Linked DNA regions of Rattus norvegicus: region 2 is linked to region 1. A link is a contact called in public Hi-C data. All regions are on one chromosome and are shown on one strand. The core of a region is the stretch at or near the end of the contact, and the rest is flanking DNA. Distances in the headings are between cores, read along the strand shown.

Evidence for each region. A called contact is a pair of places that touch in the nucleus more often than the background predicts.
Region 2: a contact with region 1 is called in a Hi-C map of mammary epithelial cells, with 2.6 times the contacts expected there. The contact joins two enhancer-like sites. A contact is called at or near these places in 2 of 12 Hi-C or Micro-C datasets (Schwann cells and mammary epithelial cells).

The regions. Positions count from the first base shown.
Region 1 is chr11:84,265,751-84,269,603 of GRCr8, reverse strand. No RefSeq gene overlaps it. Among named protein-coding and RNA genes, the nearest start is that of Hes1, 55 kb to the right of the region's middle. Within about 2 kb of position 2,088, at least 71 of the 93 cell types and tissues checked have an H3K27ac peak or open chromatin away from gene starts, as enhancers often do. A contact at or near this core is called in Schwann cells, where this site is marked.
Region 2 is chr11:84,353,431-84,357,004 of GRCr8, reverse strand. No RefSeq gene overlaps it. Among named protein-coding and RNA genes, the nearest start is that of Hes1, 140 kb to the right of the region's middle. Within about 2 kb of position 2,149, at least 23 of the 93 cell types and tissues checked have an H3K27ac peak or open chromatin away from gene starts, as enhancers often do. A contact at or near this core is called in Schwann cells, where this site is marked.

The sequences.
Region 1 (3,853 bases), core at 839-3,338:
TTGTTTTAATCCCAAGTGTGGGGATGTGGAGCTGTTTCAGCGTCTCTGCAGCAGCTGTGATTTTCCTCGTGCTCTAGCAGAGACATGCTTTTGCCAGCTGCAGATAATTTCCGCAGTTGCTTGACCTCTGGAATTCTGGGAACTTTTCAGAGGGTATATAAATGCTAGAGCCCCACTAGGCAGGGTGGGTGGGTGGATGCAGTCTGGTAGCAGTCACCCTCAGAGAAGAACAGAAGGAAAGAATTGGATTCAAGAATCTCTCCCCCTCTATCTGTTCTTTCCTATCTAGTGATAAGGGGTGAAATGGGGGGGGGGGGTAAAGAATGGGAAAAGAAGAATCCACAGAAAGCAGAGACTATCTACAAACTGCCTACAAGCCAAGTAAGAGGGACTTCAGTCGGATTAAGTCACCCATGCCATAGTCTTTGACTTTAGCATCCAGAACTAGGTGTCAGACCATGTCTGCCGCCAGTCTCTGGTATTTTAGCAGTTGTGTATGGATTAATGACAGGGATCTCTCAACTGATGTTATCCTTATGGGAACTGCACAGCGTGCACTTAGACAAAGTAAGATGGGTAAGGTGTCACTAGATGATACACTCTTCGAGAACCACCACTATGATGCGTTGCTAACTAGAGTTTCCTTATTCAGAGCACACAAGGACTAATACGGCACCCCAAAGATCGACAAATGCCTTTCCCCCCTTTTTTCTTCTTCCTCCTCCCTCTCTTCCTCACTAGATACTAATAGAAAACAGAGGCTGGCCTCGAACTTGTGATTCTCCTGCCTCGGCTTCCTCCGTGCAGGGGTCATAGGAATGTGGAACCACACCCTACTCAGATTTATGTTCTACAGATGGGAGATTTGAGACCGAAAGATTAGCCTGACCGAGGTCACACGTCTGGGCAACAAGGTTCTGAACCTGTGATAAATAGTGTTGACAAGCGTTCATGAGGGGGTGCGCTCAACCGGCAGAATGGCTGTCACACGCAGAATTCTGTGTTGTTGATGGGGAGGGTCAGGGAGTTTACATAGAAGAGTAGCACTTCTTTGAATGAGAAGCAGGAGAGAGAAAGAGACTAGTTAGGCAGGCTGTGACTGATGCCATAGTCAGGGACAGAAATCAAGTGCAATGGGGGACTTCAGGAGAAGCAGCTGTTGAACTAGATGAGGTCAACCTGGGAAGACCCACAGAGGTGAGTGGGTCAGCACCCACTGTCAAAGACAAGCAGGGTGAAGAAACAGAAATAGATCAAGTGGAGGAGAGCTGGGTACAGCAGAGAACCCACCCACCAGGCCCCTAGTCTCCTAGGGTGATCCCCCACACACCTCGACCCCTCAAAAAAGCAGCAGGAGGCTGATGCTAGGTGAAGCCACTGGATCCCTGGATTCTTGAGGTTTGCCCCCAGCCCCATCTGTTGGCGTCCCAACTGCCCTGGAAGACAGGACACCACAAGAATCCTTGGCTGAGGAGACACTTGGCCTAGGAGTGGAGAACTTGGCTTGGAACAAAGGCACACTGAGCTGTCTCCATTCTTGGATGGCTGCCACCCAGAATGTGACTTTGCCTACATCTCCCTGCATGGCTAGGCATTGGAGACCTTGGCCCTGGCAGACTTCTGGATTCATGTGACTCTCACCCGATGGCTAGAGGGGAGGCTGACCCCACATTGAGGTGGAGGGCTCTTGCCTAGCTCCCGGAGGGAAGGGTCAGGCAGAGTGGAACCTCTTGCTCAGGGCTGGCAGGGTCCAGACTGGAGCTGTCACACAATTCCAGTGAGGCCGGTCCCCTGCCTAGCCCTCCGTTCTCTGGCCCTTCCCGGAAAGAGGTCACCGCCCAGGAGCTCTCATAACAGGGACTCTCTGTGTCCAAGGCCGGCCTGGTGGAGCAGGAGGATGCAGAGGGCCAGCGGGGGCAGGAGAAGGTCGTGCTGGGCCGCTCGCTGCGGGTGGCGCCGCAGCCCCGGGTCGCAGGCAGGGACCGGGCGTGTGGGAGGAGAGGCGGCGCGCGCTCGGAAGTGGCCCCGGGCGGCCTCCCGGGCGGGCGGCTCCTGTTTCCCGGCTCCCGAGCGGGCGGGCGCGGGCCAGCTGCTGGGAGGTGAGCGGAGCAGCGTTTTCCCACAGTCTGGGGCGGTGACACATGGCGCTCACACATTCCACAGCCGGCGGCCGCGCCAGGCCTGGCGGTGAGTCAAGGCAGCGCGGGGAGCTGCCGAGAGCAGGTTCCGACTTTGGCACCCGGCGCGCCGCCTTCCCGCCTTGCCCAGCCGGGCGGGGGCGGAGGGGGAGGGGACGCCGGTTAACCCTTGGCGAGCTAGGCGTGCCGCAGCAGAGGCTCGGATGCAGGCCCACTGAGGAGGGAGTTGGGGGAGATGAATGCATCACTACTGGGGAAACCAAGTCCCGGGTGCGTTCTTTGCTTTTTCAGACGAGGGGGTGGGGTGGGACGGGGGTTGGAGGCGGTATCTTTAATCCAAATTGGTCTGAATTCACTGTGCCTTCGAGCTTCTGGTGATGCTCCTAGTTACAAAGCAGAAAACCCGAGAAGTTGCTCCTTCGAGAAGGTGCCACTCCTGGCTTTTAGATTCAGACACTGCCAGAGAGACTGGAGGGGTAAGGAGAAGGCTAACTATCACTGTCCCTTCATCAAGACTCTCCCTTCTGAGCCTGACCGCTGTGACCAGGACCCGCTCCGGTGTGTGTTCATCGACTGGATCAGAAGTTTGGATCGCAGTTCATTCTGGCAGTAGTTGTACAGATAGAAGGAAACAGCTGGAAGCCTCTGCGGACAAATGCACACCCACATAACCACACACCAAAAAAGGAGGGGGACTGTGACTGTGGTGGGTGTTGTCCCCATGGGAAGGCCGAGCACTCCAAACGTGGCTTCCCTTGGGCGTGTGTGACCTCTGCTTGACTTCTGCAGCTGTTGCTGCAACCATTCCCACCCCGATCTCTGCACCCACGTATTCTGAGACCACACAAGCCTGCAGCTTTCTTCAAACTTTAAGGTCCCACAGACCAAGTTTCAAACTTCGCGTTTTTTTTCTTTTGAGTAATGTAGCCCAGGCTAGCCTTGGATCTTACAGGAGCATGCCGCCACACCCAGCACCTGGTTTATTAGAGAGACTTAAGTGAAGTTCCAGAAGTTAGGACCGGTAAACTTCACTTCGGTGTCTAGATGTAGTTCAGATTGTCGTCCCCCCCCCCCCACACACACACACACAACCTTTTCCTCTCGCCTCCCTACAGCAGGTACTTGTGAGCCCCTCCCCCACAGACCTGCCAATCACCATCTCTAAGCATCACAGGAAGTGTGTCTTCCAGGGCTCAGATTTTGTAGAACCTAGTAGGACTTTTTGAGCTCTTCTTTTGGTTGGGGAAATAAACCACGCCTAGCCTCTGACTAAGTCAATAAGTGCTCAGTTATGCTAGTGTGATCAAAGGACCGGCCAATATGTCCCCTCTGGAGAGCCAGAGTCAACAGGGTACACGCAAGGTCATTCAGTCAGCATCATCCACAGCTACAGAGTGGACACAGCAGGGCCCTGGGGACTACAGAGGGCACTGAGAGAAGCAGAGGAAGAGGAAGGTTATTCTGAAGTCCTGTGATCCCCAGTTGGTGCTCTCAATCAAGCAAGTGGAAAGTCTCCTGAGGAATTAATTCTATTCTAGTGTGATAATTCTATTCAAGTTGGGGGTCCTGCCTCAGGAGTCTTGGTCTCATTGCCATCACAACTGGTCAGTTTCCACCAATCTGCAATGGCACATGACTGCTACCACACAGTCTACTCAGTTCCAGTTTGCCTCATCCCACACAGCCTGACAGTTTAAAGATGTGGCCACATTGCT
Region 2 (3,574 bases), core at 900-3,399, 87 kb before region 1:
TGATAAAAGCACAGAACTGCAAGAGCCCCTCCCCCCACACACAGTCCTCGAGGGTGAGGAAGAATCAAGTCTGTGGAAGTGCACTATGTGCTCTGGGGTTTAGTATAAAATCAGGAGGCAGTGAGGCAGTGCGTCCTCCACATGCAAGGCTGAGTCAGTGAACCTGGGTTGTACTAGTCCTCCGGTGAGTTTCCAGCCCCTCCCCCCACAAAAAGACAGGGCCCAAGATTTATAAAGAATACACCAAAGCATTCTGCATGCTTCTCAAGGCAGAAGGTGATTGTTACAAGCAAACCAAAGACTCTTGTGCCAAGAGCAACAAGTTAAAAAAAAAAAAAATAGAAATGGGAGGGGGTGGGGAAGCTCATCAGAAACCAGAATGATCCTCCCCCTCCAGCAAATCCAGAGGGAAGGGGACTGGAGGCGCCCCACAGGCATTCTCCCGTGGAGCTGGAGCCAGCAAGGCTGTCCTGGAAAATGCTTCTGTCCCGTACTGAGGAACCCCTGGAAACCTGTCAAGACAATATTGGTGGAAGTACATGCTAACTGTGAAATTAAGTCCTCTGGGACTTGGAGATCTAGGCTCACCCCATGTATCTCAGAATCGGCTCCACATGGTCCCGTCATATGGATAGACGGCCCCTGCCCCATCACTTCAGACATCTTGATACAACTTTCCTACATTCAGCCAAATATTTTCCCTGGAGAGTAAAAGAAACGACAACAGGGAGAGAGACCTAACAGAATTAATGGCTCCTCGGGTACATGGAGAGGAGTCTGATGTTCCAAACCAAACATCCCTGTCCCCATGACCTTCTATCATCTGGGTTCCAGTTGCTTGCTCTCCTGGCTGAGATCCTGGAGGTATCTATGATCAGAATGAAGTTAGAAGTAACCGGAACCAGCGTCATTCAAACTGACACCACATGGTCACATTGCGGCTAAATCTGGGTCCTCATGTGCACAGGCTGATGGCAACACCCTTGGACGTATGGGAAGGAACGCCTGATACCACCCATCTCCTTGTCCCCAAAGCCACCTGAAAACATTACGTCGCTCCTAATGCAAACACACAGTGGACAGGGAGGGTGACCAAGCCCCAACAGCTGTCATCTCTCTCCAGAATCTCCCTTTGTTCTCCCCCCACCTCAACCCCCTTAGTCTGGTTCTGACTGGGATGACATGTAACTTCCTCAGAGCCTTTCTATCATCTCTGGTTCTCGGTTTGGACAGCTCTTCGCTCTGCACAGGGAATCTGTGTCCCATGGACACTCCTCATCCCCAAAGCAAGAGGCTTCACAGGTTCCGCTAAGAGGCACCAAGGAGGAAATATTACTTCCTGGTTAACAGACTGAAATCCCGACCACGGAAGTCGGCGATAGAATCAAGTTCCGCAACTACATACAATATGATGGGCTCATCCTGGGGCCTCCACAGCCCATCCTACCATTCCCCTACTTCTCGGGAATTCCACCGGCACCTCAGAATGCAGCCATGGGCCAGATTCCTCAAAAAGACGAGCAGTCTGGAGGAATTAGGAAGTTGTAGCTACATAAGAAATTGGCTCCCGAAACTGCTCGGCAGTGCTGGAGCACGCCTTTAATCCCAGCGCTCAGGAGGCAGAAGCAGGCGGATCTCTGGGTTCTGGGCCAGCCTGGTCTACAGAGTGAATTAAAAAAAAAAAAAAAGGCTCCTCGCCTCATTGAGACATCAAACACTGCCTCGAAGGGCCTGTACTCAAGTATCTCATTTGAATCGAGACAATCCAGTGACAAAAACGGACCTGGCATTGTCTAGATGGGGAAACTGAGGCTCGGAGATGAGAATGCGAATTATCCCCCAATTAATATAACTAACCAGAAGAGGGGTCGATTAGAACTGAAGCCTCCAGTTGCTGTCTGATGCTCTACGCTAGCGCACTTACAGTTATAGCCCCGCCCCCCTCCCCAAGTGATTTACGCATGCCTCAACAACCCAGTTAACAGGGGTTTCCAAACAGCCCTTGCCCTGTAGCTCTAGCCCCGAACCCATGATGGCGCAGTGACATCCTGCAAGATAAAGAGGCCCCAAAGAACAGACAGCCACACCCTGAGACACTCCAGGCACTGCTGACTCAGGAGGAACGTTCCCACGGGTGACCACAGCCTGCTCCAGGCTGTTGCCCAGGAGACAAAAGAATCAGCACAGAGCTGCCTGCCCTGCCCAGACTCTCAGGGCAATAGCTTAGCCCCCGAAGCTGGCAAGCGCTCACCACTTGGGTGTGACTCGGCAGGGTGCCCGGGCCCTGGCAAGCCCGTCCAGGTCTCCATTCCTGGTAACACACTCATGCATGTGGGAGAAGAGTCCAGCTGCAGCCCAATCTCAGCAGCTGATTGGAACACGGAATAGCAGAAATCTCCACCGGACTGGGCCCTTTTCCGGGAGGTTATTTGAATGTGAGCTTTAATGCCATTCTTTCGAAGAGTTAAACAGCAGACTGGTAAATGCAGCTTTTACAAGCATGTCTTCTTATCCACCATGGGGAGACAGTCCTGAGGTCATCACTGAGTGCATGTGTGCAAAGAGAGATGGAAAGGCTCCGGAGAGGACCAAGCATCCTCAGTTCAAATCCCATTCTCCTAGTTATTTGTTTGTTTACTCATTTATTTATTGTTTATTGTACTTACTTGTTTGTTTTTGAGTCAGGGTTCTCTGTGTAGCTATGGCTGTCCTAGAACTCACTCTGTAGAGCGAGCTAGCCTCAAACTCACAAAAATCCGCCTGCCTCTGCCTCCTGAGTGCTGAGTTAAGAGGCGTGCACCACCACCATTACCTGGGTCTCCTTTCTAATGGCTGCCTTAGGTACATAACCCGTTATCGATGTACTTGAGCCTGCCTCTTTCCTTCCTTCCTTCCTTCCTTCCTTCCTTCCTTCCTTCCTTCCTTCCTTCCTTCCTTTCTCTCTTCTCTCTTTATACCACCCCCCCCTTTTGTTCCCACTCACTACTGCAGTGGAAGCTTATACACAGAATGTGGGGAAACTAAGGTCAGGGATAAAAACCTACATCACTTCAGAAAGACAATTATTGACCTTCCCTCCTTAGGTGCAATCAGCCACTGACCCAACACGGGTCTGGTTCACCCTGGCACACTCCTGTACGAAGCCTGGAGTCTTCCAATAGCTGTTTCAGGCAGAGTTTAGGCAAAGACACAACAAAAGAGAGGTTGGTTTGCTTTGCCTGCCCCTTGTAGCTCTCGGCTTTCTTGTCTGTGACTGGAGGAGGCTAATATCTAACTCACAGAGCTATGATAGTTAAATAAGATAGTGTTGTCAAGGTTTGGAGATTCTAACGGACCTTCACTGACAACTTGATTGGATTAAGGACATTAGTAACGCTGTAAGACGCCTATGAGAGTATCCAGACGGGATTCACAGAAGGAAAAAGACCTGTCCTTAATGTGAGTAGCACCATCCCACAGTTTTGGGCCCTGGACTAAATAAAAAGAGAAAAAGGAGAAGGCCAGGCAAGTGCTAGGGTTTTTCTCCTCTGTCTCCCGGTCCACTGAGATGAGAGCAGGCAGCCTTTGAGTTCCT